Regions from separate parts of the Mus musculus genome. Here regions 1, 2, 3, 5, 6 and 7 are each linked to region 4. The links are chromatin contacts, called in public Hi-C, HiChIP or PLAC-seq and promoter capture Hi-C maps. All regions are on one chromosome and are shown on one strand. Each heading gives the region's core, a stretch centred on a gene start, on an enhancer-like site or on the middle of the called end of the contact. The rest is flanking DNA. Distances are from core to core; before and after follow the strand shown.

The links. Promoter capture Hi-C pulls out the DNA fragments that hold promoters and counts their contacts. Hi-C and Micro-C count contacts between places; a contact is called where the count stands out from the background. HiChIP or PLAC-seq counts read pairs in DNA pulled down with a chosen protein or histone mark.
Region 1: an H3K4me3 HiChIP or PLAC-seq map of stem cell-derived neural progenitor cells shows a contact between it and region 4, with 21 read pairs. The contact joins the enhancer-like site here to the promoter of Gorasp2 in region 4. A contact is called at or near these places in 7 of 39 promoter capture datasets (the C10 cell line, embryonic stem cells, hippocampal neurons and 3 more), 3 of 115 datasets of contacts at active chromatin or transcription factors (bone marrow-derived macrophages, large pre-B cells and stem cell-derived neural progenitor cells) and 1 of 9 other capture datasets (pancreatic islet).
Region 2: a promoter capture Hi-C map of the HPC-7 cell line shows a contact between it and region 4, with 3 times the contacts expected there. The contact joins the enhancer-like site here to the promoter of Gorasp2 in region 4. A contact is called at or near these places in 8 of 39 promoter capture datasets (the 3T3-L1 cell line, the C10 cell line, the HPC-7 cell line and 3 more) and 9 of 115 datasets of contacts at active chromatin or transcription factors (astrocytes, bone marrow-derived macrophages, differentiating embryonic stem cells and 5 more).
Region 3: a Hi-C map of regulatory T cells shows a contact between it and region 4, with 4 times the contacts expected there. The contact joins the enhancer-like site here to the promoter of Gorasp2 in region 4. A contact is called at or near these places in 2 of 39 promoter capture datasets (cranial neural crest and pre-B cells), 1 of 484 Hi-C or Micro-C datasets (regulatory T cells) and 11 of 115 datasets of contacts at active chromatin or transcription factors (T-cell acute lymphoblastic leukemia, bone marrow-derived macrophages, effector CD8 T cells and 5 more).
Region 5: a contact with region 4 is called in an H3K27ac HiChIP or PLAC-seq map of embryonic stem cells, with 7 times the contacts expected there. The contact joins the enhancer-like site here to the promoter of Gorasp2 in region 4. A contact is called at or near these places in 5 of 39 promoter capture datasets (the 3T3-L1 cell line, 3T3-L1-derived adipocytes, embryonic stem cells and 2 more), 1 of 15 datasets of contacts at CTCF or cohesin (embryonic stem cells), 11 of 115 datasets of contacts at active chromatin or transcription factors (the 230-238 cell line, astrocytes, bone marrow-derived macrophages and 5 more) and 1 of 9 other capture datasets (embryonic stem cells).
Region 6: an H3K27ac HiChIP or PLAC-seq map of embryonic stem cells shows a contact between it and region 4, with 6 times the contacts expected there. The contact joins the enhancer-like site here to the promoter of Gorasp2 in region 4. A contact is called at or near these places in 5 of 39 promoter capture datasets (the HPC-7 cell line, hematopoietic stem and progenitor cells, liver and 2 more), 4 of 115 datasets of contacts at active chromatin or transcription factors (embryonic stem cells, large pre-B cells and stem cell-derived neural progenitor cells) and 2 of 9 other capture datasets (adipose tissue and liver).
Region 7: a contact with region 4 is called in a promoter capture Hi-C map of embryonic stem cells, with 4 times the contacts expected there. The contact joins the promoter of Myo3b here to the promoter of Gorasp2 in region 4. A contact is called at or near these places in 14 of 39 promoter capture datasets (the 3T3-L1 cell line, 3T3-L1-derived adipocytes, the C10 cell line and 7 more), 1 of 484 Hi-C or Micro-C datasets (cortical neurons) and 9 of 115 datasets of contacts at active chromatin or transcription factors (acute myeloid leukemia, astrocytes, embryonic forebrain and 4 more).

Annotation. Positions count from the first base shown.
Region 1 is chr2:71,288,789-71,291,611 of GRCm38.p6, forward strand. The region is part of intron 13 of Slc25a12 (solute carrier family 25 (mitochondrial carrier, Aralar), member 12); the gene reads right to left. Among named protein-coding and RNA genes, the nearest start is that of Slc25a12, 78 kb to the right of the region's middle. Within about 2 kb of position 1,488, at least 58 of the 459 cell types and tissues checked have an H3K27ac peak or open chromatin away from gene starts, as enhancers often do. A contact at or near this core is called in embryonic stem cells, hippocampal neurons, stem cell-derived epiblast-like cells and 1 more, where this site is marked.
Region 2 is chr2:69,993,560-69,996,402 of GRCm38.p6, forward strand. Ubr3 (ubiquitin protein ligase E3 component n-recognin 3) reads left to right here. Exons shown (of 39, transcript NM_177783.6): 29 at 117-253. Among named protein-coding and RNA genes, the nearest start is that of Myo3b, 44 kb to the right of the region's middle. Within about 2 kb of position 1,407, at least 40 of the 459 cell types and tissues checked have an H3K27ac peak or open chromatin away from gene starts, as enhancers often do. A contact at or near this core is called in the HPC-7 cell line, where this site is marked.
Region 3 is chr2:70,098,424-70,101,493 of GRCm38.p6, forward strand. All of the region lies in intron 4 of Myo3b (myosin IIIB), which reads left to right. Among named protein-coding and RNA genes, the nearest start is that of Myo3b, 61 kb to the left of the region's middle. Within about 2 kb of position 1,253, at least 4 of the 459 cell types and tissues checked have an H3K27ac peak or open chromatin away from gene starts, as enhancers often do. A contact at or near this core is called in regulatory T cells, where this site is marked.
Region 4 is chr2:70,660,137-70,662,906 of GRCm38.p6, forward strand. Gorasp2 (golgi reassembly stacking protein 2) reads left to right here and starts at 1,373. Exons shown (of 10, transcript NM_027352.4): 1 at 1,373-1,624. The coding sequence starts at 1,562.
Region 5 is chr2:70,148,021-70,150,981 of GRCm38.p6, forward strand. All of the region lies in intron 8 of Myo3b (myosin IIIB), which reads left to right. Among named protein-coding and RNA genes, the nearest start is that of Myo3b, 110 kb to the left of the region's middle. Within about 2 kb of position 1,316, at least 45 of the 459 cell types and tissues checked have an H3K27ac peak or open chromatin away from gene starts, as enhancers often do. A contact at or near this core is called in embryonic basal ganglia, embryonic stem cells, forebrain and 1 more, where this site is marked.
Region 6 is chr2:71,179,370-71,182,341 of GRCm38.p6, forward strand. No RefSeq gene overlaps it. Among named protein-coding and RNA genes, the nearest start is that of Gm39576, 26 kb to the left of the region's middle. Within about 2 kb of position 1,627, at least 9 of the 459 cell types and tissues checked have an H3K27ac peak or open chromatin away from gene starts, as enhancers often do. A contact at or near this core is called in embryonic stem cells, where this site is marked.
Region 7 is chr2:70,037,718-70,040,485 of GRCm38.p6, forward strand. Myo3b (myosin IIIB) reads left to right here and starts at 1,409. Exons shown (of 35, transcript NM_177376.4): 1 at 1,409-1,435; 2 at 1,581-1,623. The coding sequence starts at 1,429.

The sequences.
Region 1 (2,823 bases), core at 238-2,737, 630 kb after region 4:
GAGCCCAGAGGTTATATACCACATGGTTACATTTATAGGAAAAATTCAGAATTAGTGTCTATGGAGGAGTTTATTAATGAATGGCCACCTAGGGTATAGGGGTGAGGTGGGAAGACAGAAGGTGATAGCTAACAAGTATCTGTGTGTGTATGCGTGAGTGAGTGCGTGTGTGTGTGTGTGTGTGTGTGTGTGTGTGTTGGTGCTGGTGTGCACAGTGATGAGATTTGCTAACACTGATTCTGATGCTGGTGGTCTGTACTCTGTGGATATACTAAGAGCTACAGAATCGAACACATACAATATAGCATTAGAGGGTGACTTTGGGATCAGTAAAGCTACTATCCTTTTAGGGCCAGGGGCACAGCTCTGGTAGGGCACACACCCTGTAGGCACGAGGTCCTGAGTTTGATCCTCAAAATCAACCACGACATTTGCCTGAAAAATCCAGAGGACAAATGCTGAGAGGAAAGTCAACAGATGAAATAAAGAACAGGCGCGTGTTCCCGCAGGGGGAGGGTGGATATGGAGAGGCGCCTTGGATCTTGTCTTTGCCAGTTGTTGCAGATGAGATCACAATGCGGTCACTCTTTAGGATTAATGAGATAATCTCTACAAAATGTACAGTTGAGGACCGAAAGTCTCTATTGCTTGAAGCAGCATGTTAATTAGGCTGGATGGTAGACATGTGGATGTTCCCCGTATATTACTTTTTATCGATAAAGAACATAGGGTTTTTTTTTTTTATGTTGTTTTGGTTGGTTTGGGTTTTGTTGTTGTTGTTTGCATGTAGCTTTTTTGTTTTGTGAGGCAGGGTCTCACACTGTAACCCTGACTGGCCTTGAACTGGAAGTGATCCTCCTGTCTCTGCCTCCAGAGACCTGGGATTGGTAGAAGCTACCACACGCAGCCTTACCACACAAGTTTGAAAACTGACTGTGGTGTGCCTGCAAGAAGGCTCAGTGGGTAACGAAGCTGCAGGCAGGCCTGGTGACCTGACTGTAAGCCCTGAGACCCACATGGTGGAAGGTGAGAACTGGCAAACTGTCATCTCTGTGGCTGCGCTCTCTCTCTCTCTCTCACACACACACACACACACACACATCAGATCACATACATATCAAATGTATATCAAAAAAACCCAAACCTTAAGGTAAACTGATCATAGTGCCAAGAAGGCAGCTTGTGATGACTGCATGCTTCGGTATGTTGAGTCTTGATCGGAGCCCTTACATAACACACACACACCGATTAAAAACAGAAAAAGACCATCGAGGCATGGAGGCTCCTCCCATCCTTGCATCCAGAAGGGAGAGGCAGGTGGATCTCTAGGAGCTAGAGGGCAGCCTGGTCTATATAAAGAGTTCCAGGCCAGCCAGGGCTGCAAGCTGAGGCCCTATCTCAAAACAAAAGCCAAGGAAAGCAGAGCAGCAGAACACAGGCTGCAGATCTGGAATCTCCACTGTTCTCATGGCAACAGCATTCCCTCCCAGCTACAAGAAGCTTGGCCTGGGCGCTCACTAATCCCTTTGCTGGGAAGAGCTTCCAGCTCAGTTAGGGCCTTCCTTGCTGGCTAACCTAGTAAGCTTTAACACTGGGCGCTGGGGAAGAGCAATGTGATTTGCTCAGCCATGCTAGCCCAGCACTCAGCTAACTGCCCTGAAGGACACTATACATCCGGTCTGATCAGTACCAATAGGGGCGTGGACTCATTTTCAAAGCCCAGTGAAATTGCTTTCCACACTGTTGATTGGCTTCACTCAAGGAAGAGTTTGTCCTCTGTCCCACGGTGCCTGCTGGTCTAGAAACAGAGGCCTGGCCACTCATCTAAGACTTTATTCTCTGGTTTAGTTAACTGACTTTTGAGAGAAGTGCTAGGCTAGGCTTTAACAATCATCTACCCTGTGGTATGACGGCTCATCAACAGAAAAAAAAAAAAAAAAAAAAAGAGCTTTGTAAGTGGTATAAGCCTGTAATCCTGGTCTCCAGGAGGCTAAAGAAGTAGCATCATGAGGTTAAGGCCAGCCTGGGCTACAGAGTAAGACTGTCAGAAAAAAAAGAAAAGATAAAAATGCCACTGCCACATTTTCTTTCCTCTTTGCCCAGAGTTCAACATCGCTATTTCTCCTACTATCAGCCAATCAAAAATCGGCCATTAATCATCCATAAGTAAAACATGATTAAGGGATAAATTCAGTGTTAGCCAAACCCTCAGGACATCTTAGACTTCACCTATAAACAAGAATCCACACCTAGAAAGAGCAAAGGAATCCAGTTTCTGATTCTTGCTTAACCACTTAGGTCACAGGTCAGATAAGAGAACAGGCCAGTTTATGACCAAAATCCTCTACACAGCACAGAAATAATTAGCTGTTTGGAAAACAAAATGTACAACCTTCTTGTTTCTTTTTCTTTTCCCAGATAAGGCCTCATTTAGCCCGGGCTAGCCTCAAACCCAGATGTAGCCAAAGATGACCCTGAAATTCTGATTCTCCTAGGTTAGCCACCCTGGTCTGGGAGTCACAGGCACGCATTACAATCCTCTCCACGACAAAAGATGCTCAGCTTTCAGGAGATCACAGGTATGCATATGCTGTGGTCAGCATGAGTTAGGAAGCTTCCTAGCCAAATGGAAACTAAAACCACCAATATATTTCTCGTTTACACAAAAGTGAAACAATCACAGCATCTAGTTACAATATGAGAGAGGAGTAGACTTTTGTAGACACATGTAAGCAAGGGCTTTACTTCTGTCTATCATTTATCATTCATAAAAAATAAATTGAGCCAAATAAGTCTCCTCCATGAGAAAGCACACCCACCCAT
Region 2 (2,843 bases), core at 157-2,656, 670 kb before region 4:
TCTACTTTGATTTAATGTTAATTTTCTAGTGTGTTTATATAATAAATATTTCAGTTTTAAGCTACTACTAAAGAAAAGTAATGTGAGTTTTATATGTATGTTCACTTTTTTTATAGTCAGAAACCAACTTAAGTAAAGAAATGGAATCTGTAATGAAAGATATAAAAAATACCACTCAGAAGAAATACAGAGACTATAGCAAGACCCCAGGCTCACCAGACAACGAGTTTCTCTTTATGTACTCTGTTGCTAGGTAGGTATGTGTAATATATATTAGTATTTCCTTAGTATTAGTTTTTTTTATTGTTTAGTGAATCTTTGTTTTATGTTACCATCTGTTTTTGTGTAAAGAAAGGATATGTATCTTTAATATTTGTTAAAAGTATATCTAGTTTTACAGCCTCCCAGGAAGTTACTTCCTGAAGTTATTTTTAAATTACTTGCTGAACAATTCGGCTGTTGTTGAACATCATGGAACATAAGGGGGAAAGTATATTATTAACACTTGGGGCTGATAAGTCCCTTAAAATATGGCATTTTACGTATGATGAAGTCTTGGCAAGTGCTTATGCTGAGAACTAAAACATAGTGTTACATGCCTTCATTACAAAAATGAAGGCTGCAAGAGAGGAACTTATTTCTTTGAACCAAGTGAGAGCTCTCCTAGTATGTTAAGAAATGCCAGCGAAGGAAGAGAAAGCAAGAAGCCAGGTGCTCTGACCTCTGCTCTGGCTGGCAGGGAAGCCAGATGCTCTGGCCTCTCTGCTCTGGCTGGCAGGGAAGCCAGGTGCTCTGGCCTCTCTGCTCTGGCTGGCAGGGAAGCCAGGTGCTCTGGCCTCTCTGCTCTGGCTGGCAGGGAAGCCAGGTGCTCTGGCCTCTCTGCTCTGGCTGGCAGGGAAGCCAGGTGCTCTGACCTCTCTGCTCTGGCTGGCAGGGAAGCCAGGTGCTCTGGCCTCTGCTCTGGCTGGCAGGGAAGCCAGGTGCTCTGACCTCTCTGCTCTGGCTGGCAGGCTCAGGGAAGCAGCACCTGTTCTCCTCTTTTGAGTTAGGGAGCATTAGCTTAATTTCTGAGTAGCTGGATCATCATCAATGCACACATCTAGGCAGAACTTTTGGAGAATATGTGAAAATGGAGAGCCGTAAAAGAAGGAAACAAGGAAGATAAGATGTAGGTATATACAACTAGACACAAACAAACACATCCTGCTAAAGCCGAAACTCTAGAGCCTCTTATATCCTTGCAAACATACTTCTTATTTTGTTTATATAATATTGTGGTTGGTAAGATCTAGAGAGATGATGGGACTTGAAGTCATCCAGCAACTTACTAGCAGAACTACAGGCTGGACTTGAGAGATCGTTTGAGTCAAGATTCAGTGGTTTTGGTTTTTCAGTTAGTCATCTTTCTTCCTGTCTTGTGTTCACCTCTTTTAGGTTGTGTTCTGTTTTTAATCTCTTTGCCCCACTCCCATAGCAGTGTAATAAAACAGTAAGTGAAAGAGTTTATGTAACCTTTAAAACCCAGGAAATGAATCCAGACTTAGAAGAATTTCAGCAAGCAAGTTAGCGCTCAAGATAAGGAAGCTACCTCACTCTTCAGACTGTAAACATAAATGCTGGACCCAGATTGGTCTAGAAGTGTCTGTGCATTAGAGAACGACGGCCTACTCTGTGGTCCTAGGCTGTTGTTATCCAGAATGCTTTGTTTGTTTGATTTTTAGATGGTGAGGTATATAATTATTATTTTGTTTCTGGGGAGTTACTGATTACTACATACTTATAACTATGCTTATAAAACGAAATTTAATTTAACTTTACTAAGGATCTAGGATCATGCATAGTTTCTGTACAATATGTAATTATTATATAGAAATATTGAATGCAGATAAGCTGTTGTATTTACACACATACTCCTCTCTGTCTCTCTCTGTCTCTGTCTCTCTCTCTCACACACACACACACACATCTCACTTGTATATCATGCCTTCAGTTTCACTAGAGTTGGCATTACTAGGAGGTCCTGAGATCCTGATTGGATGGGAATGATCAATACATGGAATTTTCCTGTAATATGATAAATTAAACAATTTCATTAAGGTAAATTTAGCTGCAATTTAGGTCCTTGTGTTTTGCCTTAAACTATAAGTAACTTATGAAAGAAGGCTATGGTAACAGTAAGATGGACTCAGTGTTCTTCTCTTTTATAGAGAAGCAAGGACAGGGATCAGATGGTAAAGGTGTGGGCAGAGGAACAGGAAGTCACGCTGCCTTCCCCATCCCTCTCTGAACCCTAGTAATAAACTCAGACCGTGAGACAGTGACTATCTGCTTAGAATAATCAAGCATGTGCAGAGTTTCAGTGAGCTTGCAGGCCTCCTGAAGTCTCACTTAGCTGTTGCGAAGAAAACAAATGAAGGCCAAAGTGACTCAAAATTAAAATCTGAATGAAGGAAAAAGGGTTTTATCATACTGAGCAGAACATAATGGCAAGGCTTTTATTTTCCTCTAACATGCAGCTTGTTTCAGTATTTTATTTAAATATTTAAGTCCTATGAAATATGTCAGTAACTACCTTTCAGAGAAAATATTTCTGAAACTATTAACTATTTATGAAAGAAGTTGCAGTCAAAAGTTATTCAAGTAAGTATTTATGAAATAAGTTGTAATTCAAGCTTACTTTAAATTACTTCATTTTTAATTCTTTGTGATTCCCAGAACTTGAAGATATATTTATATTTGGCATTTTATTATGACATAGCTCTAGTTTTGAGTTCAATTACTCCTTGCTGTGTAAGTAATTTTGTTTGTTCATTAGGGAGCATAAGACTTGATATTTGGGAAGA
Region 3 (3,070 bases), core at 3-2,502, 560 kb before region 4:
CAGAGGGCCAGGGAGGAGAGCAGCATGCTCCCGTGACCATGGCACACTTGGACTATGTGTGCCAGTCAGCTTTCTGTTACTATAACAAAATGCTCGAGGTAAACCAATTTTAAAAAGGAAATGCCTCTTTGGCTCGTGGTTTTCAATCCTCTGATCAGTTGGCTTCGGGGTGCAAGTGAAGAGGTAGTGTACATCATTATGGGCACAGACCAAAGAGGAAGTGGTCCACCTCATGGTGGCTTGGAAGCAAAATGGGGAGCAAAAAAAGAGACCAGCATCCAACCCCCCCCCCCCCCACTGATGACTTGACTTCCTCCCACCGGGCCTTACACACTAAAAGGGTCACTGCCTCCCAATAGCACCATGTGCTGGTGGTCAGCCTGTTAGCACACGATCTTTGGGGACACTAAGCAGGATGGCACCACCCCAGCCTACTCACAGGACAGATGACAGCAGGCCATGGTGTACCCCCACAGTTCTCTCCATCTGTGGCTTTTAAAGGTCTGCCTTTTGAGACTCCCAGTCACTATAATTATGGTGTATGTAGTGTTGTTCTCCCTGCCCTTTGCGTTGAGATCATTTATGTTGCCTCCGCTCTTGGCCTGCTGGATGTGATGAAAGGACCAGAGAGGAGCTATTTCATGGAGCAATTTTAGAGGATAGAAAAAGGTTATTAATAAGCTCCTCAAATCACCACAGCTCTGAAAACAAAAGCAAATAAAAATGTCAGCTCTGAAATTCATTACCAATTTGTTAGTCAAAAGCAAACAAAACTCCCTTCATGGTAGACACCTATACATCAGGAAGGCATGGAGCGAGAATACTCCATGATGTGTGGGGCAGGGTGCATTTGTTTTAAGTCAGTATTAAATTAAAAAAAAATCTGTAAGTCCCATTGTCTCTTACCCAAATAAGACATGATAAGGAATTAGATCTTTGAGAGCAGCACAGCACTTGGAAATGGCATCTAATGCCACTAAGGCACACTTTCTTTTTCTCCTTTTAGGACAAAAACCTTGATAGGTAGAGACTAATCATTTCAGCATGAACCAAATGCTCAACTTTTGAAAAACCATTTAGAGTACCATGAAAAAGGCTGCAAAGAAAAAAAAATCAAAGTAAAAAAAAAAAAACCTTTGCTTTTAAATTAAGTTAAATAATTGGCTTTAAAAATGATCTCTTCCTCTGCCCTGTCTAGAGATCAAAGTACAAGTTCAGAGCCAAAGCAAGAGAGGAAGAAGAAAGGAAGGGAGGGGGAGCGAGAGTGAAGGCTGAGAGTGCCTACATTCTAGTTAGCTCTTGCTTTTATTCAGGCCCTAGAAGTCCAGTCTAGTCCCAAACACCACCGGAAGTGTTAAGTAGCAAGCCACTTTTACACACTGACACTGCGGCATGAGTTGAGTTTATACAATTGAGGTTCTAGTGGGGGGCGGGGGGTTGGTGGGATGGCGTATGTCCTAAGTGCTAAATGCTGTAACAGCGCTGGAGAGTCTAGAATGCAATGAAGGAAGACAGCAAATGTCTGACAGGACAAGGGAAGAGCTTTTGAAAGGCAGAGCAGCATCTATAGGCTCATGCTAGCTGTGTTCAGCACAAGAGAATTAAGAAACGGCTGGCTGGAGTAATCCTTCCCACCAGTCACCACACTGACAATGGAGCTGGGAGCCTCCAGTCCAAACACGTCTCAGCCACTGAGCATCTATCTCCCTTCTGGAAATGCTCCTGGGTCCCAAGGGGCATGGCTTTCATTTGTGTAGTTCTAAGTCAGAAACACAACTTGGTGTTCAGTAAAATCAAGATTATCTGTCTCAACTTACGTGGAAAACTGAGCTGTTTTGGGCTACCAAGAGGCAGACACGATGCTATGACATCTTTATGCTCTTGAAGAACCTTACAGCCTTGGAAGACTGATCACAAGGCACTGCAGAGAAATTCCCCTTAATTCTGCTATCTCACGGAGTCAAATCAACACCGTGGTATAGGAGAGACTTGACAGTTGGAGCTGAGGCTTAGAACAGAGGTCTGGCGACCGTGTTGCCTGGACCATTTTGTAAGAACTCAGAGGAAAGTGGATGGCTTACTGAGCGAGGAACATTTTATTGCTTGAAGTTATGACTGTCCTGACAAACGCACACGCTGTGATTGAGTCAATATTCAGTGAGGTTTTGAAAATGAGACAGGGAAGGCAAATGACATTTTTCTGTTTTTCTTAGTTTGCAGCAAAATGCTCATTAAATTCTAGGTGCATCCGGCTGCTTTGTTTCCTGAAGGGATAGGGAGGAACCGTGGGCTGGAGAGACACCTCAGTATTTGAAACTGATGGCTGGCAGAACGTGTGGGAAGGGCAGGCTTTCGTGCTAACCCTCAGGGCTTGGGCAGGAGACTCAGGTGCCTTTGACAACTCTAAGGGTTATTTGACACAGTTGAATATTATTTTTTTTGTTTTATTTTTAAAAGGCTCAGCCCATTTCACTGCACATTGACTCTTGTAAGTATATACCTTTCATATCTAAGTTACCACAGTCTTTTTCTGTACCCCACAGGCTGCCCTTTTAAAACCTTGCTAGTAGGCTTATCAACAACACAGGACAGCTTCCCTTTGAGGTATCCTGAACAGTTTAATTACATTTCTGTGAATTCTGGAAAGTCAGACAGCTCTTAACTCTGACATTTACTGAACAAAAGGCACCAGCTGAGTAAGACCTCTTTGGGTTTTGTTTTGTTTTTCTAAATTCACAGCTGAGTTTTGATCCCACTGACAAATAGCTACCTTTAATCCCTTCCTAAGTTCTGAAGTGATGAAGAAAGCTTCCAAATTTGCTTCTTTAATGAAACATGCTGAAGATGTCCTTGTCAAACAGTTGGTCGGGAAGGGAAGAAACTCCCAAGAGTCTTCAGGGGGAAATTTCTAGCATCACATTAGTTTGGGTCAACACCCAGCATTTAAATGTCCTCTTGGTAGTATTTCAGCATTCCCCTCCAACAGGAGAAAGCATATGTGCCCTTGAGATGGGAGCCCAGCTGGGGAGTAACCCTGATGGACCTGCTCTTGGGCTTTGCATCCAGAGAT
Region 4 (2,770 bases), core at 123-2,622:
CAGCTCTCTCTCTCTCTCTCTCTCTCTCTCTCTCTCTCTCTCTCTCTCTGTGTGTGTGTGTGTGTGTGTGTGTGTGTGTGTGTGTGTCTACACTGAGGCTGGAAGAGGGTGCTAGATCCCTTCGAGCTGAAGCTATAAGCATTATAGACAGTCTATTGTCGGTGCTGGGATCTGAATTCCCATTGACATGACTGAGCAGCCAACACTTTTAACCCGTAAGCCTCCTTCCTCTTCAGCCCTAGGAATTTTTTCAGATTGGCCTTCTGTTAGCTTTTTGTCAATGACAAAAAAACGACTTAAAGGAGAAAGAAAGATTTGTTTGGCTTGTAGTTTCAGTCCATAGCTGTTGGCTCCATTATTTTGGCAAAGCTGTTCATCTCGGGGCAGCTGTGAGGCAAAGAGAGAAAGTAAGCGGCAGGGTTCTACTCCCTACTTTAAGGACAGACTCCAACTTCCTTCTACAAGGTCCATCCCTTCAAGGTTCCTCCACCTCCACAGGCTAGGGACTATGAAACCTCTGGGCTTCACTCCAGATCCCAATGCAAGCTCTTCCTGGTATTTCTTAGTTTTGTCTATGGGTATCTCTTTCAGTCCAGTCTTCTTAATTTCATATGATTCTGATTCCATATGGCGAACTGGTCAGCTGTCGGGAAGAAAGGTCCCCGTACTGTATTCCCCTGGCTCTTTAGAGCACCACTCATTTGCTCCTCTACCTATCCTTTAAACTAGACTATCTAACTGGTGGCGTGTTGGGTTAACTATGAAAAACCATTTGGGACTAGAATACTTCAGAACCCTTAATAATAGCTCACACTGCAAAACACCAAAGACAGTCAACACCTGGATGGGACACCATTACTGAAAGTCAAACTATAGCATGGGGAGGAGACGGGGCAGGGAACACTGAGAGGGGTGCAGTGGGGCAACAGGCAAAATTCCAAGGAAATCCAACCCCTGCCCCTCGCTCCTGCGTAGCTCCGTAGTGTTCTATCAGGACGAGAAGAAAAACAACAAAACAGTAACCGCTTTTATTTCAGGGAACACTGCTCTTTATAAACGTGAGCTGAGAATACCTGATATTCCAACCCCAGAAAGGCACTGTGAACTATCCTCAGGTATACAATCTTATTAAACAAGACCTAAAACAAAGCAAGCGCCAGGCGTGCTCGGCATCTGCTCCCTTCCTCTCTGGCCTCTGGTCACCAGGAGGCGCTGCGACCAAATACCCTTCTGCGAAGGTAGAAACGCGCCGAGATAAGTCTTGTCTGCTCCGGGGCCCCGTAGCGAGCCGTCGCGTTCCGGGCTGTCTTTCCGCTTTCTCGCGCTCCCTGCCTCCGCCCGCTGCGCTCTTCCGATCGTTCCCTCCGGCTCCCGTCAGGGGGCGCTGTCTGCGGCGTGGCAGCGGCCGTGGCTGCCGGGCGACGATCTCCCGGCGGGCTGTGCGGCCCGGCTCGGGCTGCTGCAAGTGCCACGTCCCAAGAGCTACGCGGAGTCGCCAAGCGGGCGGTGCGCGAGGCGGAGCAGCGCTGAGCCGGCCGGGTCGTACGGATCGCCCGCCGCCATGGGCTCCTCGCAGAGCGTCGAGATCCCGGGCGGCGGCACCGAGGGCTACCACGTTTTGCGGGTAAGGCCCGGGGGGACGCCGGGGCGGCCAGGCCCGAGTCCGCGGAGCACCCTGGGCGCGGCTGCCGGCGACGTGGCCCGGGACCCACCACCCTGGCTCCTGGCCCTCCGCACGGCCTCGCCGCGCACTGGCCTGAGCTTCAGAGTTAGGAAGAGCAAGGGGCGCCGCCTCCAGAAGGAGCCGGAACCCGTACCTGTGTTCTCGGGGAGGGTGACGGAGCCACAGGCTAAGCGGAGATGTCACGACCGGTGTCGGTTCATCTCGGCTACCCCTGGATGCTTGCAAGGGCCACCTGGACAGGGAAAGGAGCACGAACGGCCTCGGGCTAGATTTGACAGACTTAAATTTAGTTGATTTTTGATAGGACTTTTCCGTTCCGGGTCGCTCCTGACCCTTCCAGATCTCTCCAACATTTCCTGGAGGAGAGGAACTTCCGTTCTTCTTTCTAAGATGAAATAGTCGGGGAGATTGAGGTTTAGGTCCGCGGAGGAGAGTTTCCAAAATAGCCAGGCTTGATGAGGAAACGCAGCGCCAGACACCAGGGGTCAAAGACACATCCGCCTGTGAACGGTCCTTTCCTCGTGGAACCAGGAATGTGGTGACACCTGTGTGAGTGCTAACATGGGCTGTGAACAGAGTGGCCTCAGTCTGCATCGCCATTTAGGGACAATCTTCTCTGAGAGTGTGCTTGCTTACCTTCATTTTCTGCCCTGGGTCGCATGTTCTGAATGAGATAACGTTTTAAAATAGCCCAGATACCTGAACGATAGGACTGTGATTGGTCACCTGGTTGTCGGGATTGTGGTTGTCTCTCCATTCCACTCAAAAGAGACTTTTGAAGCCCTTGTTTTTCCAGGGTGTTTCTTCATATGCCATATTACTTTCCTATTTCCTTCAGCTAACCAAACTCCTAAATCCCACACTAATAGGAAACACAGGAGAAAGAACTGCTTCATCCCGGGTTCGTAGGAAAATTAATGGCGATGCTTTTTCATCTGGTCTGATTCTGAGTTGACTCATGTGAGGTGTATTATCCTGTTACTTGCAGATTCTGAGTGTGGCCATGAACCCTTAGGGAGCTGCAGTATTTTTATTATAATAAACACCCAGGGAAACCTAGTAAGACACATTAGTGTTAATGAGTAG
Region 5 (2,961 bases), core at 66-2,565, 510 kb before region 4:
CCACCAGTCTACACTGCCACCCAGGGAGGCTTACAGCCATGATGGGTTGTCTGGAAACCAACATGGGGTCAAATCACAAGTGAATTAATTCCAGCATGGCCCATTGAAGTGGCACACAAACGGGTCATTTAGAGCACTTTGCAGCAACGTGACTGGACCTGCTATTCATAGGCCACTTCTTCAAAAAACCCAAAATGTACTAAGTCAGGTGTCATGAGGCCCTAAAGAGCAATTCTGCAAAATTTGTATGCTTACTGACAGTCCAAGAGCTCCCAAAGTAGAGTTTGGTAAACGAGAAAACATGAAATATAATATGTCAAACCCTGGGGCTTAAGAATCCTGCCATCTAAATTATACAGTTAGGTGTTATAACTAGGCTGTAAATTTGTGGTCAAGCACATTTTGACCAATTAGTGGAAGCACAAAAGTAAATCCTTACATCTTTATTAGAGCCAGGAATGATGGCTGCCATAGAGGCAGGTGGAAACACTGAAAATTCAGTCCTCACAGGTAGACAGAAAGCCTGTCCAGTACAACCAGTTACCGTTCTTGTAAACATAATCCTTTGATCTCTACTCCCATTGGGAGATTCGATATTCTACCTAAATGTCACCAGCAGCAAAGGAATCAGGGCCCCGTGGGGCTGAAGGACACTTTTTATTTTGCAGTTTATTCTCTGACTTAGATTATTATTCTCACTTCTGGTTTCAATATATTCCAGGCTAAAGGAGCAGGGATTATTTAGTGAGCTCCCCTCCCCCAGGTGTGGGCTCTTGTATGGACTATTGGTGAATGGGCCCCAATCATGAATGTTATCATTCAGATCCAATTGGTCAGTTGGCTGGCTCTGTTTTACTTTAGTGGAAAATGACAAGGTCAGTGTTGGGAGACTGTCGTCAAATTGCTGCAGCACTAGGGCTTCCAGGACACCTCTCCCTTCCCCTCCTCCCACCCCTCCCCCCCTCAGCAAGTGAGCGTGAGAAAGGTGGAATGTGAACTTCGGGGCTCCAGCTGCACCTCCAAGCCAGGTTTGAAGGACTCAGGCTCTTGTCTAGAGGTTGTGACTATTCATTAACTCATCGCTCCGTGTCCTCGGAGTGTAATGCAGGCTTTCCCAAGAAACTGGACCATCTTGGTGTCTTTCACTAACCACAGCTGTGGCCGTCTCATAGGCCATACTAAAAATCACTGGATCAAAAGCCACGAATTGCTGGTTTTCCAAGAATCTTGAAGTTTGCAAACTGTAAAATGGCGGGGAGTGGCTCGGGAGATCACACCGGGCGCTTTGCTGCCTTTGCAAATGAAAGGAGGTCAGAGGGAAAGCTGCCCTTTAAGAATGGCTGTTGTATGCTGATTATGGGGTGGATCCCTGGATATGGCAGTCTCTACATGGTCCATCCTTTAGGGATCCACCCCATAATCAGCATCCAAACGCTGACACCATTGCATACACTAGCAAGATTTTATTGAAAGGACCCAGATGTAGCTGTCTCTTGTGAGACTATGCCGGGGCCTAGCAAACACAGAAGTGGATGCTCACAGTCAGCTAATGGATGGATCATAGGGCTCCCAATGGAGGAGCTAGAGAAAGTAGCCAAGGAGCTAAAGGGATCTGCAACCCTATAGGTGGAACAACATTATGAACTAACCAGTACCCCGGAGCTCTTGACTCTAGCTGCATATATATCAAAAGATGGCCTAGTCGGCCATCACTGGAAAGAGAGGCCCATTGGATTTGCAAACTTTATATGCCCCAGTACAGGGGAACACCAGGGCCAAAAAGGGGGAGTGGGTGGGCAGGGGAGTGGGGGTGGGTGGATATGGGGGACTTTTGGTATAGCATTGGAAATGTAAATGAGTTAAATACCTAATAAAAAATGGAAAAAAAAAACAGAAAAAAAAAAAAAAAAGAATGGCTGTTGTAGGAAGCCTCTTTGGGGCTGGCAATTTAAATATAATTGTGTTGGGGGACTAGAAATTTCTTCTTCTCATGTAAACTGAAAATTAAAACTCAATAAAGTAAATATTGCCCCGGAGTATTTTCCAGAGACTAAAAGCTTTGGGGGGGGGGGGGTCCCACCATCAACAGTTAGCTGTAGTGATCAGCTGCTTTCTAAGCAGAATGGATCCACAAATATTCTACAGTCTGCTGCCCCTCCCCCAGACGCCAGCATTCTAGGTAAAATGTATTCCAGAAGAAAATTTCCTGGTATGTCTAATACAAGCTAACTTTTCTCTATATTAGCGTTTTCAAATTATGTTTGTATCTAGAATAGGTTAAGAGAGAGGCATTTTCAATCCCCATTTATCTCTGTAATTATTCCAAGTCCCCGAGAGTTCTCAAATGGTTTATTAGCTAGATTTGGAGAGAATAACTGCAGTATTAAGCTTTTTTTTTTTTTTTTTTTTTTGCTCCATAGTGGGCTTCCAGTGCACAGAGCATTACAATTATTTGGAGACAATCTGTAGTCTTGGAGACAAAATGGCAGTAGTGACATCAGCAGCAATTATGTGTAATTTTTACCCGCAGTTTATCACCAAGGTAACCAGAGTAGGTTTCCCTGCTTGCAATTTTAAGAATGTCATCGTCCTAAATGCAGCCAGGATGTAGGAACAGATTATGCTCAGAATCCCTTCTCCTCTCCATCCCATTTCCCTTACGCAACAGCCCTTTGGAATCCAGATAGCGCAGATCTATTTTTTGCAACAGCTTTGGTTTTTTGAAGCTATTAAGAATGATTTCAAATGCCCTCAGTATGAAAGTGAAAGAGTATTTGTCATAGTGTTTAGATTGTGTGATGCTCCTTCTTGGTAGACTCTCTTCTTTGCTTTGAGCAGCAGTCATGGGGCGGAGCCTCAGCAATGGAAGGGAGACAGAAGAAAGTCATTTGGTCCTTCATAAATCACACTGCCTGGATCACTCCTAAAACTAACTTCCCTAAGGCTATGGGGCAGTCTTGT
Region 6 (2,972 bases), core at 377-2,876, 520 kb after region 4:
CCCTGTTGTGCTCTGTATGTTCTGTATGAGGCTTGTTAATCTTAAGAAATTCCACAAAGCTTTATTTAGGACCTATCAAGTTAAAGGTCCATCTGGACTGTTATGTCTAAAATGGCTTGAGTTAGAACTGACCACCAAGTAGCACTTCTTGTACCTGTGTGTGAACTCATTGTGGCTTCTTTCCTTTTTCAGCCTATCCTGAGAAGTGTTTGTGGTCATAGTTCTCAACCTTTCTAAGGCTGCCGCCGCCCTTTAATACAGTTCTTCATGTTGTAGTGACCCCCCACCATAACATTATTTCATTGCTACTTCACAACTGTAATTTTGATACTGTTGTGAATCATAATGTAAATATGTGATATTCAGGATATCTGAGATGCTACCCTGTAAAAGGGCATTCAACGCCCAAAGGGGTGGAGACTCACAGGTGAGAACCACTGGTCTAAAACAAAGTTCTTATGGTCGACTTCAGTGTTGTCTCCTGCATGCGAACCCTCGTTGATTAATACTTCACTTCATTTAATGTTCAGGATACTCACATTCCTGCTGACCCAATGCTCTGAGGGAGGAAGCAATGGCGTCATGCAGCCTTCATCTCTCCAGCCCTCCTGCTTTCTGGTATGGCCCTATTTCCGTAAATGTTTAAGCTTGGGAGGAGACGCTGAAGGCGACAGGCTAACTGTGCGGGTGGTATGGGCATAGCTTCCTCTCCTGCTCCTTCCCTATCTTCTTTCTCCTCTAGCGTCTGTGTTTTCTTGTTTTTCTGCAAACATGTTACGTGAAGTCTTGAGATGCATCAGAGGGTAAAGGCACTTGCAGACAGCCTGAGTTCAGTCCGCAGAACGAACAGATTGAACGTGACAGAAGAAAAGAACCAGATTTGCACACAGTGTCCCCTGACCCCCAAAAGGCCCTCATACACACACACACACACACACACACACACACGGGCACATGCAAAAGACATAAATACAATATATCTCTTTCCAGTGCTCTGTCATTGGAATATATTTTCAATCCAAGACTACTTAAATTTTTTATTAGCTTGTTCATTATCTTTTAGAAATAGGAATTTATGCATCCTAAGATGGCCTCAAATTCCCTATGTACCTGAGGCTAACTCTAACCTTTCTCATCCCCCTGCCTCCACCATCTTAAGTTGTTAGACCATGCTTGTTTCGTGCACGTCACCTCCCTAAGACCATTTTCAAAAGCTGTTTAAAAGAAAAAAAGGAAAGGTAAAATTCACATGCAAGAAAACCAGTGAAAAAAAGGTCTGGCTTGTGTCCAACATAAACTGAGCTCCTCAACAACTGCTGCAGGACGGGGCCTGATTGACCTTGGCTCAGTCTTCTGCCCCATCACATCTGGGCTCAGGCGTTTGGTGAGTTCAAAGGGAGGGAAGGGAGTGGCAGGTCTGAGGCTTGGCCAAAGTCAGTATGATTAGACCACCTGTGTCTGCTCATGGGCCTCCTTTTCCAGGATGTTCCAAGAGAATGACTTTCAGGCCCGGGGGGGGGGGGGGGGAATCCTGCTTTGTGGGAAATTCCACACTTCTCAAAGACAGAAGGATTTGTAAGCCATTTTAGTAATGGAGACTGGGAACCCACACAGGCATTGGCTGGAAAGAATGCTGCATACTTTTGACAATCCCTGAGCTTTTCCAGATGAGAACGCTAAGGGTGAGGGGCAGGCAGAGCTGGGGGAGGGGAGGGCACACCTGGGAGGTCCCAAGGATTTCACTGCAGCATGTCAGAACCATAACGCAACTTGGTCAAATTTCCTGGGTCCGGGGTTGGATGGTTTCTGAGTTCGCAGGACCAGAGTCAATCAGCAGACTCCGTGAGCGCTCCCTGAGGTTGGAAAGTATCTCTTGATAATACTTAACGGAACGCTTCCCTCGTTCGCTAGATTTTGGGTTTCGCTACCTTTCTGAGGAGCTGCGGTTCTTTCTAAGAAGCCATCAGGTCCTGTCCCTGCTCCACAGATCTCAAGGTAAACCTTTCTCCAGACCGTGACTGACTCGAGGTCAGCGGTGACTCTGATCTTCCTACATCCTTAGGCCGTGGGGATGATGATAAAAAAGAACGAAATGAAATCTGGATTCAAGAGTGATTTTCCAGAGAGGCAACTCTATCTTACAGAATCCATCACCAAAATGCAAGGTCTCAAGGCAGATTCAGTTCAAAGGATCTGAACAAACGTCTTCCAAACACTGAAATCTACGGAGGGCACGTGCCCTCTGACCTTCCTGGAGATCATAGGCACTTAATAGTTGCTAGCCAGGGAGGAGTCACAGTCCTCACTGGGAAAGCTCTCGCTCAAGCAAATAATCTACCACCCAAGTTCATACAGGTGACTTAATAAAATGCAATGCGGGGAGGGGCGGGAGGTGGGGGAGAAAAGGAAAAGAGGACGGCAGGGGATAGAATCGAAGTACTTTTTATTTGTAGGGCTAAGAAAGAATAAATAAAAATGTTTATAGAATGGATAAAATATTTTAGAGATGGGTTCTATTTACATAGGTCTCCAATATGTAACCCCTCTCTCAGCAAGATGAACGTGATACATTATTCTTTTAACAATGGTGCTTTTGACATTGCATCTTCTGGTACCCACGCTCGGATGCTTCTGATGAGGATAACTAACTTACAGCGATTGGCAGCATTTCCTTGGCTGAGACTAATCTATAGGTTTATGAGGGGGAAGGGGGAAAAGGTTAAAAGCAATTAGACTGAGGTGAGCTTGTAAAACAATCAATTAAAGACCTGAAGGGGGCGGAGGACACGCGCAGTTCTCTGCCAGGGCAAACTCACTTTGTGATGAATGTCCTGACCTATAACATTAATTTCCAGGGTGCTGAACCAATCAGACCGAGGCTTTGCCTGACTGTTCCCGCTTAAGACTATTTTAAAGCACAAAGTGAGACTTGACTTAAGATTAACCTTTCTGAAATAAATAGTTCTGACTTT
Region 7 (2,768 bases), core at 159-2,658, 620 kb before region 4:
GGTCCTGGGAAAATGGAACAGACATAGGAAGAGGAAGTTGACTGGTTCCACTAAGGATCAAGATGGATAATATTATGGTCATGATTACTATGGCAACATGGGATATGAATAGGCTCCATAATATATAACATATATCATAACATAATATATGTTAACAAAGTGTGCTAATGAAATAATGTCAGCCATACTACTGGCTGCAAGTTCCAGCTTTCTCTATACTTCTAGAACCTGCCTCAAAGGGTCCCTAAAGGGCTAGCACTTGCTGGCTGTAGCTCTTCTCAGAGGTTAGGTAAAGCTCTGTGGTACCTACCTTAAGAATATCAGAAATAATAATAATAACAATAATAATGATGATGATGATAATAATAATAATAATAAATTAGCAAGGTCTAGAGGATTGTGCCAGTAATCCCAGTACTTGGGATTACTGAGCCAGGAGGACTGACCACAAATTCAAGGCCAGTATGGGGCACCTAGTGCCCTTGTTACAGAACAGGACCCTGTGATAAGTAAAACAACCCCCCAGTCTTTGGTTCACCCAGTGCTAGGCGGAGGCTGTCTTTTGCAGTGGATGCCTTAGAATTCCCCATTTGTTGTTCAGACACCCAGGGCTTAGTAAGGAATATGAATATCTCTGTTAGAATCACTGCCTGAGTTCTGTTTCCAAATAGACTCTTAACTCAGAAATATGATTTCAAGAAAGACCCAAGCTGAACGAAACCCAGGGATGCCCTTAGTCACGACAGACAGGGCCATGAAGATAGCTGGCTTGGATTCTGGCTTTGGACATAAATGATGAATGTTGGATATGAATTCCTGGAGGTGAGTTTGTATTCTCAAGAGAAACCTGGGCTGCTAAGCCACGAGCAGGCCACCAACATAGGTGCTTAGCTTATGACTAGGACTCTCTGTCTGGAGACATTTCAGGCCTCCCCCACCCCCTTCTTCTCAGTTCCAGTGACAGCACAGAGAGGGGCTTCATAGATACCCATTGCGTGAAGGATATGTGGGCAAACCCACAGGGTTTGTTGAGCAATTGCACTTACAACAGTAAATGCTTTTGAAAATAAGCTTTCCCAGGAACTGAGCCAATAGCACAGGGAGGGGCATTGATGGATGCCCCAACATCCATAGCAGGTCAAGCAGGTACAAGTGGCCCCTTGGGATCTTTGGGACTCTAACGCCTGGTTCCCATCCAGAGTTGGTGCTTGTTGTAGCGCCTCAGCTTCAGCACAGAGCCTGGGCCTCCTCCCTCTGAGCTCCCTTAGGAAGGACCCGCTAACATTCTCTCCCTCTTTACCAGGCCTCCTGCTTCCCAGCGGCCTCAAGTTCTGGCGACTTATTCATTATTCATCTCTTTTCATCCTCGTGCTTGGGAGCAGGGCTTCCCTGCCCTGGGTTTAGTCCCATCTCTGGGCCGCTTGAACAATGGCAGGTAAGGCACTTCCTGCTCTGGCCAGGAATGGAATGAAAACGAATGCCAGACCCTGGTGTCCCGGGAGACCCCAGTGGGTTGACACCAGTCAAGGGCTCCGGTGTCAGGTGTCTGTCCTGATGCTGCTTTTGTTTGTCCCCTGCAGCAGCCTCGGAGGTGAGCGGTGAGCACACAGGAGACAAAACCGGGTAAGAAAGAATGGCTAACTCTTCCTTCCTGCACTCGGGAGAACCAGGCTGAAGCCATCAGATGTGCAGGGCACAGGGGAGCCTTTCTGCTTTTGCTTTATTTGTTTTTATCCTAAAGAAATTTCACACACACACACACACACACACACACACACACACACGCAGACCAAAATCATGTCAACTATTAAAATTAAGAGTTAAAATTAGTGAGGTTCAGTATATTTGATTTAAATGTGATTGAAAATGACTCCCTGTGTATTTAGCCCCCCCCCTTTTTATTTGATGCGTTCTTGTTTAAAAAAAAATTAAGCAACAGCTAGGAATTTTAATGCAATTCCATGTGAGTACTAAGCCTGTAAAATCATTTGCCATCTAACTAGATTTCTGGGTAAACAGTTTGTTCTTTACCCCTAACCGCCCATGTGTGTGTGTGTGTGTGTGTGTGTGTGTGTGTGTGTGTGTGTGTGTTGGCGCGCATGCATAGGGGAAAATGAAACACTGGGGATTGAACCCAGGGTCTTGTGACTGCTAGGCAAGTGCTCTTCTTGACACTAACCTCCCAGTCCCTTTTCTATCAGATCTCGTTGAGACAGATCTATGTGGCTCAGGCTAGCAAGGAACTTACTATATAGTTCAGGCTGGTCTCAAACCTTCCACCCTCTGCTTCTGCCTCCCAAGGGCTGGTGTGTTCCGTAATGGCTCAGCCCTGCTGCTGTCAGACTCAGAAATTTCCAAGTTTCTGTTCTTCAAGGCTGTTTGCAATCATCCTCCCTGAGTGATACTGAGAGGCCGTGTTCAAGAGAGCCACAGTCAAACCTCTGCTGAGCTCGACTCCTGTTGCTTAGACCTTGGGCGCTCATGCGCTTCTCTGGGTGCTCAGATGAGATAATGCAGAGTTTTGCTCTGTAGCACAAAATGTTTGGCCTGCAATGAGTCCCATGACATATCCCAAGCATAGGGAAAGGATGGAAGTCTCCTTTCTGATTGCTATAGGCTATATAGCACCCATCCCCACCTTCCCCACTTCCTGTTCCACCAAGGCCGAGGAACAACAGGCTTGTGGAGGGTGGGTCACATCTTTAAGATGGTCATGGTGAGAGCGCTGTTAGGGTAGTGAAGGGAGAGACCTGTGGATCTCCTTATTC